3 separate regions of the Mus musculus genome follow, and all the other regions are linked to region 2. A link is a contact called in public HiChIP or PLAC-seq and Micro-C data. All regions are on one chromosome and are shown on one strand. The core of a region is the stretch at or near the end of the contact, and the rest is flanking DNA. Distances in the headings are between cores, read along the strand shown. Region 1 overlaps Gm35940 (a long non-coding RNA gene). Region 2 overlaps Mir100hg (Mir100 Mirlet7a-2 Mir125b-1 cluster host gene). Region 3 overlaps Gm46143 (a long non-coding RNA gene).

What was found. A called contact is a pair of places that touch in the nucleus more often than the background predicts. HiChIP or PLAC-seq counts read pairs in DNA pulled down with a chosen protein or histone mark.
Region 1: a contact with region 2 is called in a Micro-C map of the HL-1 cell line, with 6 times the contacts expected there. The contact joins two enhancer-like sites. A contact is called at or near these places in 19 of 484 Hi-C or Micro-C datasets (3T3-L1-derived adipocytes, the C2C12 cell line, the F1.1 cell line and 13 more), 10 of 115 datasets of contacts at active chromatin or transcription factors (the NIH/3T3 cell line, astrocytes, craniofacial prominence and 6 more) and 1 of 9 other capture datasets (embryonic stem cells).
Region 3: a contact with region 2 is called in an HNF4G HiChIP or PLAC-seq map of pancreatic cancer cells. The contact joins two enhancer-like sites. A contact is called at or near these places in 1 of 484 Hi-C or Micro-C datasets (cerebellum), 2 of 115 datasets of contacts at active chromatin or transcription factors (heart atrium and pancreatic cancer cells) and 1 of 9 other capture datasets (embryonic stem cells).

The regions. Positions count from the first base shown.
Region 1 is chr9:41,807,741-41,810,440 of GRCm38.p6, forward strand. The region is part of intron 1 of Gm35940 (a long non-coding RNA gene); the gene reads left to right. Among named protein-coding and RNA genes, the nearest start is that of Gm35940, 3.5 kb to the left of the region's middle. Within about 2 kb of position 1,296, at least 60 of the 459 cell types and tissues checked have an H3K27ac peak or open chromatin away from gene starts, as enhancers often do. A contact at or near this core is called in the HL-1 cell line, the NIH/3T3 cell line, adipose-derived mesenchymal stem cells and 6 more, where this site is marked.
Region 2 is chr9:41,478,965-41,481,667 of GRCm38.p6, forward strand. The region is part of intron 3 of Mir100hg (Mir100 Mirlet7a-2 Mir125b-1 cluster host gene); the gene reads left to right. Among named protein-coding and RNA genes, the nearest start is that of Mir100, 51 kb to the right of the region's middle. Within about 2 kb of position 1,322, at least 83 of the 459 cell types and tissues checked have an H3K27ac peak or open chromatin away from gene starts, as enhancers often do. A contact at or near this core is called in the HL-1 cell line, the NIH/3T3 cell line, adipose-derived mesenchymal stem cells and 6 more, where this site is marked.
Region 3 is chr9:41,764,474-41,767,293 of GRCm38.p6, forward strand. It overlaps Gm46143 (a long non-coding RNA gene), which reads left to right. Exons shown (of 2, transcript XR_001779341.1): 2 at 1-672. Among named protein-coding and RNA genes, the nearest start is that of Gm46143, 5.6 kb to the left of the region's middle. Within about 2 kb of position 1,273, at least 95 of the 459 cell types and tissues checked have an H3K27ac peak or open chromatin away from gene starts, as enhancers often do. A contact at or near this core is called in pancreatic cancer cells, where this site is marked.

The DNA of each region.
Region 1 (2,700 bases), core at 46-2,545, 330 kb after region 2:
AAGAAGCTAAAGGCCTGATGTGGTGGTTTGAAGAGACGGGTTTGAAGATCTTATATTTGAACGTGTAGACATCAAGGAGTGGCACTATTTGAAAGGATTAGGAGGTGTGGCCTAATTGAAGGAAGTGTGTCACTGGAGATGGGCCTAGTTGCTCTGTCTTCCTGCTGCCTGTGGATCCACACGTGAAGTTCATAGCTTCATTTCCAGCACCATGAATACCTGTGTGCTGTCATGCTTCTACCATGATAATGGATGAAACCTCTGAACTGTAATTTCAGTTAAGTGTGTGTGTGTGTGTGTGCATGTGTGTATACATGTGCATATATGAATGCCCATGGCCATCCTGTCTTTTCACAGCAATAGAGCACTAAGAAAGAAGACCATAATATTGAGGTTTTACCTTCAATGTAATTTTTCATGCCTACTTCTCACTGAATCACTATAAAGAAGCCAAAGAAAAATCTTCCTGAGCAGTGCCTGCCTTAATTTTCTTACTGTAAGAATCACACACCTACTCAGCCCATCTGTCATTATAGCAATGTTAAAAAGTGACATTCTTAAGGTGTAACAATGAAGATTTAAGTGAGGCCCATGTTTCCAAGTGAAGCCCTAATGTTTGATTCAGATCCAGTGATTTGAATCAAAATATTTCCATGGGAACCTGCAGCCAGCCTGAAATACTTACTCCCAAATTGAATAAATCTTTTTTTTAATAAGTTCTGGGTTTTGTTTGTTTATTTTTTATTTGCTCTCTAAACCAATACAATGAACTGAAAGACAGTTTTAAAAACAATACTGACACATGCAGATAAAAGCTGTCCTTTCTAAACAGTATTTAAACAATAAAATTAAATTTCTTTGAGCATCAATTCCCTGAGCTGTAGACAGTGTCTAGTACAATGGAGAACAAATGGATGAGTGAATGAATGAAAAAAAAACTTTGTTTAAATGAAAGATTTATAAGATCTGAAGAGAAAGCAGACTATGAAAGACTTTCAAAACTTGTGTTCAGTGGCCAGTGATGAACTGATCAATAAGAAAGAGCCAGAAATGGTAACACATGAAGCTGGGAAACTCACAAAGTCTATCTTAAGATAGCATTAAGAAGAATACTGAAGGAAGAAGTCAGCCTATTGGGTCAGAAGATCAGGGTCACCAGAATTGTTATCATAGACTACCACAAACTGATTCAACTAATTTTCCGCTGAGCAATGCATTCCAGGGCTTTTGAAAGTCCCCACACTTCACAGCATGCTTCCCCAGCAGGAAGGGCCCCTTAAACATAATTTGATTCAGTCCATGTGTTTAGAAGAAAAAGGCAAAGACCCAAAGCAGTGGTGTAGCATGCCCGAGGTCACACAGTTATGTAGCCACCCACTCAATGTTCCTTCCAGGGCACCATGGTACCATGCTAAGAGTTCGTGGAAGGGATGGAAAGCCAGGATAGTGAAAAGCAGGATTCTAGACACAGAAGAGCTACTTAAGAAAGGATGGGCTCTAAGGATTCAGAGTGAGTGGGGAAAAACAGGAAAGAATGTAAAACATTGATGTAAAGGAGCCTCAAGACTCCCCGCAGAGCAAGAGGGACACAAGAACTTGGTTGATAAACATATGGAGAAGGAACATGGCTATAAATCCAGTTGGGACACTTCCTTTTCAAAGGATCTGTCCCAAACACAGCAATGTCACAGGAATGCAGGCTGCTTTGCTGTTGGCTGGAAGAAAGAGAAAGTGGCTTGAGCCACGCCTCATAGCAAGCATTTCCGAGTGAGATTCCATCATCCCAAGCGGTGCCAGAACCACCAAACCACCAAGGACCATGGGGAAATGACTGGCTACTCTGATCCAAGCAGAACCAAAGGATTGAGATGTTCCAGGAGTTGCTTTTAAAGAAAGTTTTCCCCTGCCCTACTGAGAAGAGAAAACCCATGAAGAAGGGAGAAATGGAGCTGTGTTACAATTCATCAGTAAAGCAGGAGAGCGAGAAAGGCAGGAACAAGGCGGCTTATATACTTTCCATAGCATGAAAACCTGTGGGCCTGGAAGGGAATGCAATGAGAACTTTTGACATAGACAGCCAAGATTTGGCTGCTGGACTGTTGGAATAGCTGCAGACACAGGGAAGAGTGAAACATGCAGCCTCCTAAGGGCTGGCATAAGAACATAGCCCGGACAAGAAGACAGGCAGCCAAAAGCCTAATTGCCTTAAAGTTCAGGTCGAGCCTGGAGACCCAGTGCTAGAACTTTGCCCAAATGAGGGAAATGGGGCTTCTGTCTAATGAACTCAATCAGGCAGATGGACCCTCTCACTTTCTACACTGTGTTCAGACTGTCGGAGATCAAGATAAACCACGGTCGCTCTGAAACAGTCCTTTCTCCTTTGCTCTGCCTGTCAATGGCCTCATAACCTTCAGACCTTTTTGAATGTTCTGTAGGAGCAAGCCGAGAATGATTGGACAACCAGTTGTTTTGTTCTGTTTTGTTTTTTGTTTTTAATGCATGTAGTGACTTCTTGAGGATTCTAATTAGGAGATGATAAACATGTAGGACCTTAGATCAAGTGTGTGAAGCATCAAGCCGCCTTCCATCACTACACTCTGCACACACACAAAGCAACAACTAAGGTGTTGAAAGAGACAATTGTGCCACACTGGCATGACTTTTATGTACATAAACTGACTATACCCTTAATTTCACCAT
Region 2 (2,703 bases), core at 72-2,571:
CCTCAGCGTCCTCCAAGGAGAAGTTAATTTCCCCTGTGAGACAAGCACAGTGGACAGGGTAGAGAAATCACTATTGGGTGAGGTCTGAGGAAATACAGATTTCTGACCCTCAGACATTGGAGGAGACGGCAGTTATAAGAAGGATAGAGGGAACGAAATCACAGAGTGAAGGTGAGGCTTTGTGTATATTCAGAAAAGGCATCTGTTGGCTGTGTTAAATGGGAGCTTGTGGTATTGAGGGAAGAGGAAGTAAAGTGAGTGAAATAGCCTGGGTTCGGATTCTAGAGGAACTTGGACAATAGGTTTAAAAGTTACGTCTTGGGGCTGGGGCGAAGGCTCAGTGGTTAGGAGCACTTTCTCTATTGCAGAGAACCAGAGTTCAGTTCTCAGTACCCACATAGTGACCCATAACCATCTATAAGGTCAATTCTAGAGGATCCAATGCCTTCTTCTGGTCTCTTTGGGTACCAGGCATGCACATGGAACACATACATACAAACAGGCAAACATTTACACATATAAACATTTTTAAGAATTAAAAGAAAGTGAGATGTCACACTAGGCAGATAGCTCAGATGATAAAATTCTTGCTGTGTATGTATGACAAACTGGGACCAATCCTCAGCACCTCTGTAAAATAATTCTGAGTGCAGCAGTGTGTGCCTGTAACTCCCGTCCTTGGAAGGTGGAGACTGGAGAATCTCTGAGGCTCACTGGCTAGTCAGTCTAGCTGACTTGGTGAGCTCCAACTTCAATGAAAGACCCCGTCAAAACAAAACAAAACAAAACAAAACAAAACAAAACAAAACAAAACAAACAAAAAAACCAAGGAGAGATCAATCAGGAAGGGCACCCGATGTTGGCCTCTACTCCCACACAAATATATGCACAGGCTTGCACATGTACGTGTGTGCAGCACACACAAAATTCAGAACTTCTCTGTAGATGCTGGGCTCATTGATGGTGGGCAAGGGAATGACTTGACCTATAGTTTGGGAAGGAGCATCACAACATTCAGTCAGAACTTGGCAGCAGTGTGCCAGAGAGAGACAAGCTGAGAAAGATGGGTCTTCACCTCGTGTTCTCAAGGCATGACTGATCTGTCACAAGCCTGACTATTGTAGGTATGGCACTAGCTGAGGGCTTTCTGAGGGCATTTATTTAATGGCATGCCAGTGGCATTTACTCATAAACCAAAAAGCCATTGGGCCAGAAATAGGGGTTTTGGTTACTTCCCCAGACAGGATGCAGTTTGGGCGATTATACACATGATTCATCGAGGTTGGGAAACATATCCTGCACAAACACACGCCCCTCCCCTCCAAGCAGAGTGACTCACGGCTTCTCCAGTTTGGTCTATGGAAGACTTGGAAGTCCAGGCAGAGTCTGAGATATGAGGTTCAGTCATAAATCTGTAACATTCGTAATTACAAGAGAAACATTCCTCCCCATTCTCTCAATTATCGGGCAGGAGGCATTTATTGAATTCTTACTCTTTTCACACAGAAATTGTGATGTTGTGAAACATAGTTCCTATCATAAAACACTTCCAAGTTTAGTTAGGAAAGTGGACCTAATGATGACCGCAAAGAGCGCGTCCCACAAGCATTCCAGAGAACTCTAAGCTACACTAATGGGCTAGAGTGGGGGGGGGGGATGCAGCAGCTATAGTTATAGAAGGGCTATGAGACCGAGTCTTAACAAAGACCATTCTTTATTTGACAGCCCAGCAAGTCAAAATCTAGTGGTTTCTATGGCCTGAACGTGGTTCTAGGAATGAAGATTCATATTTTGGTTGAATGTCCATTCTAACTAGAGGACTCTGTTGAAGTTAAGCCCCGGTTCTCCCTCCTAGTCCTGTGTCCCCAAAAATAAGACTCAGATCCAAAATATACTTACAAATATATTTGCCATATAGCTAGGCTATTCTCTGACTAGATATTGCTTAAAATATTCCATTTTGTCTAGCCTACGTTCTGCCACATGGCTGGTTACCTGTGCTCAGGTACCACGTGTCTGTCTTGACATATCTTCCTAGTGAATCTCTCCTAGAATTTTTTCTTCTCCCAGATGTCTCTTCTTATATTTTCTGCCTAAGCAATAGGCCATAGGCTTTTTCCTTGACCGATGATGCATTCATACAATACACAAGATATTCTCTCTACAGGACTCAATAAATACTGTAAGAACCAACTAAACAGACTCATCTCAGGGAGTTTCCATTCAGGGAGTGGAGAAAGAAGCATCAGGTATGGGATACCCAATATGATAAGAGAGCCTCTTTTTACTCCTTGGCACTCCGTGTTTGTAGGGGGTATGTGCATATGCCATGGCATACCTGTGAAAACCAGAGGACAACTTGAGGAGTTGGTCCTCACTCTCCACTATGAGTCCTAGGGATCGAACACACACCATCAGGTTTGACAGCAGATGTCTTACCCACTGAGCCAGCTTACTGGCCAACCAAGTTTATTCATAAGCCTGACATATTTTGGGCCAATTTCCCTGCCTTTCTATAACTTGAGTGAATGACAGATGCAAGAGGGATATCATGTGCATACCCGTGTATATGCATGCATAGGCATGCATATGAATGTGTGTGTTTGTGTGCATATTTTTTGTATGTGTGGCACTGGGTGTCAAACCCTAGATATATGCACACTAAGTAAGCTTTGTACCACCTGTCTAGCCCTTGATTTACTT
Region 3 (2,820 bases), core at 23-2,522, 290 kb after region 2:
GGGACTGTGACAACAGAATCTGTCATTTCTTAGATATCCTGCATGTTCCATGCACAGAGCACGGCACCCGGGGAGAGGAGATGATTTGAACACAGATGGAATGTTCCCACTCCAATTGGTGGCAATTTTGCTTTGGATGAGCTGTTGATAACAGAGCCTAGTGGGAAAAGAACCAGCAGATAGAGACAGTGGTCAAACCAACACTTGGCTCCTTGATGAAGAGAAAAGGCAAGAGGTCTCCCAAATCTTAAAGTATTGGGAGTTCAACCTCTCTTCCCACCCCTTCCCTTGGAAGGAGTGGGGATGGCAGGTCATGGTGGAGGTTCTGAAGATGCTAATTTAAAAGTCACATAGAGCTTGTGGTCATTTGCCCAGGAAATGATCTCCGCAGGCTCAAGAATTCGAGCATTTACTGCCCAGTTGGTGGCACTGCTTGGGGAGGTTATAGAACCTTTGGAGGTGGCACTGACTTGAGGAAGATCACTGGAGGAGATGGGGTGCTTTAAGAGTTTTATAGCTTTGCCCAAGTTCTGCTTCATTCTCTACTTTGGGTTTGGTCTTTGCAGGAGTGATCTCTGGACTTGCTGCTCCCGTTGTCAGCTTCCATGCCTCCCCCACCATTATGGACTCCCCCTCTGAAACTGTAGTCAAAATAAACTCTATCTTTCATAAGTCCCTTTTGGTCGTGGTGTTTTATTACAGCAACATCAACAACAGGCCTCACACACAAATTACACGCAAATGACTGCATGTCTAGACATGGTTGCTGTCCCAAATATATCTATATCTAAACACACACACACAGAGACAGACACACATACACACACAAACACACACATACCATACACACAACCACACACACACACACATATATATATATGGGTATATCTCCAACTGTTTTTTGAATCTAAAATCTAAAGCACTTTTAGTTTCATTTGCTGTAAACAAACAAACAAACAAAACAAAAAACAAAAACAAAAACAAAAACCAGATTCTTGGCCTCTAGTTCGAGCATGCTGTTCATAGATCCAAAGGCCCAGGAAATACTCCAAAGATCTCTTGGGAAGAAATCAGCAAATGGTACAGTTCCATGAAATAAACCCACAGTTAAATAGTCTTGACCTTGAAGTAGATAAAGATCAAGCCTCGAAAACACAGTGTTTGAGCTTGAACCGAGGCATCGGCACTTTGTTCTTAGCAGGCCAGGACCAAGTGTGTCTGTAGGATGCTAAGAGGATTGAAAACACTTGGATGAGTGAGGTCATTTGTGAGAGATTGTGTGGGGCTGGAAATTCCGCCAAGGTGCTCACCACAATGTTTGTAGAAAGCCACACCCTTTACCATTGGGTTGACGACTTCCACAATTCTAAAGGTTAACGATTTTGTGGATCCAGGCCTCGCCAATACTGTACCTCTCAAAAGCTTCATTTATCTTTCATCTGGGGGATTTACCAGTGACTTTTACCTGCACGTATTCTGTTGGCAGGAGTAAGACAATGAAGTACAAGGTTTTGCATATCCTTAACTCACAAAGCCAATAAGGATGCATTTGCTGTGGAGGAGCAGACAGAATTCTGGGGAATGTAGTCACAAAGAAAAACCCACAGTAAGTGCTGCTTGCTCACAGAGGGAAGGCAGTTCAGGTGACATTTCGTGGTGTATTCCACGGTCTGTTTGGACACCTGAAGCTTTAATTGAGGTTGGTCTCTTGCTTCAGGGAACCCCATTTCCTGAACACACTGGAGGCTACACACTCAGTACAGTTAAGTGATGCTGATAAAGAGCTGAAGCAGATGTTTGGGGAGGGAGGGGAGAAGCATGGTGTGGTCAGTTATCAGAGCAGGTGAGGCTTGTGGTGCTCTGTGGGAGCACTGAAGAGTTCTCTATTATGAAAGGTGAGGGGAGAGAAGAAGCAGACCCTGTTTCTCAATACTGACAACTCCTTGCTCTCAAAGGAACAAATCCATCTTTCTGCCTCTTGGCAGCACAGCACTCACATAGATGGATTGGGGGAGCTTTTCCCCCTTCTTCTTTTTTCACTATTCCCAAAGAAAGGCATTCAAGCCTTTCTTAACCTTACATTCCAACCTCTCGTGGTGCCTATACTCAGGAAATACTTCTTCAGGTTTAACTAAATCCCTCTCTGCAATGTGAGACCATTGCTATCCTCCAAGGACTCACAGAACAGCTGCCTGGCACCTGGCCAGTCACACCATTCCACGTTTCCATTGTTCAGGGGAGGAACAGCTCGAGGCTTTTGCTGATTGGCTCTCACCACCCAGCAGGAACTCAGGCCAGAACACCAGGCTGTGCTGAGGCTGCTTTGCTGGGACATGAAGTACTAGTCTCCCAGGACACCATTCTCCCAGGCTCAGAAATCAGCACACGTGACTTAACACTTCCTGAGAGTGACATGCTCTGTGAGGGGGTTTGAAAGGTGGCTGGGAATGTCTCTATAGTGCCTCACCTAGCAAGTTTAATAGGTGTTATATCTATTGTGTGTGGAGAAAGAAAAAAAAAAAGCAAAAAACATTTCAGGTAGCCCAGGCTGGCTCAAAGTTGCTATGTTGCCAAGGAAGGTCCTGAATACTTCCTTCTCCTGCATCTGCCTTGAAAGTACTGGTGCTCTTAGGCATGTGTCACTATGGTAAGCTTTATAGCTCTCTCTCTCTCTCTCTTTCTCTCTCTCTCTCTCTCTCTCTCTCTCTCTCTCTCTCTCTCTCTCAATCAAGTAAAGAAAAGTAGGCTCAGTCAAAGGCCACACAGATAAGAAATGAAGCCCCGAGTGGACTCTCATATTGTGAGCATTCAGGTTTGGTG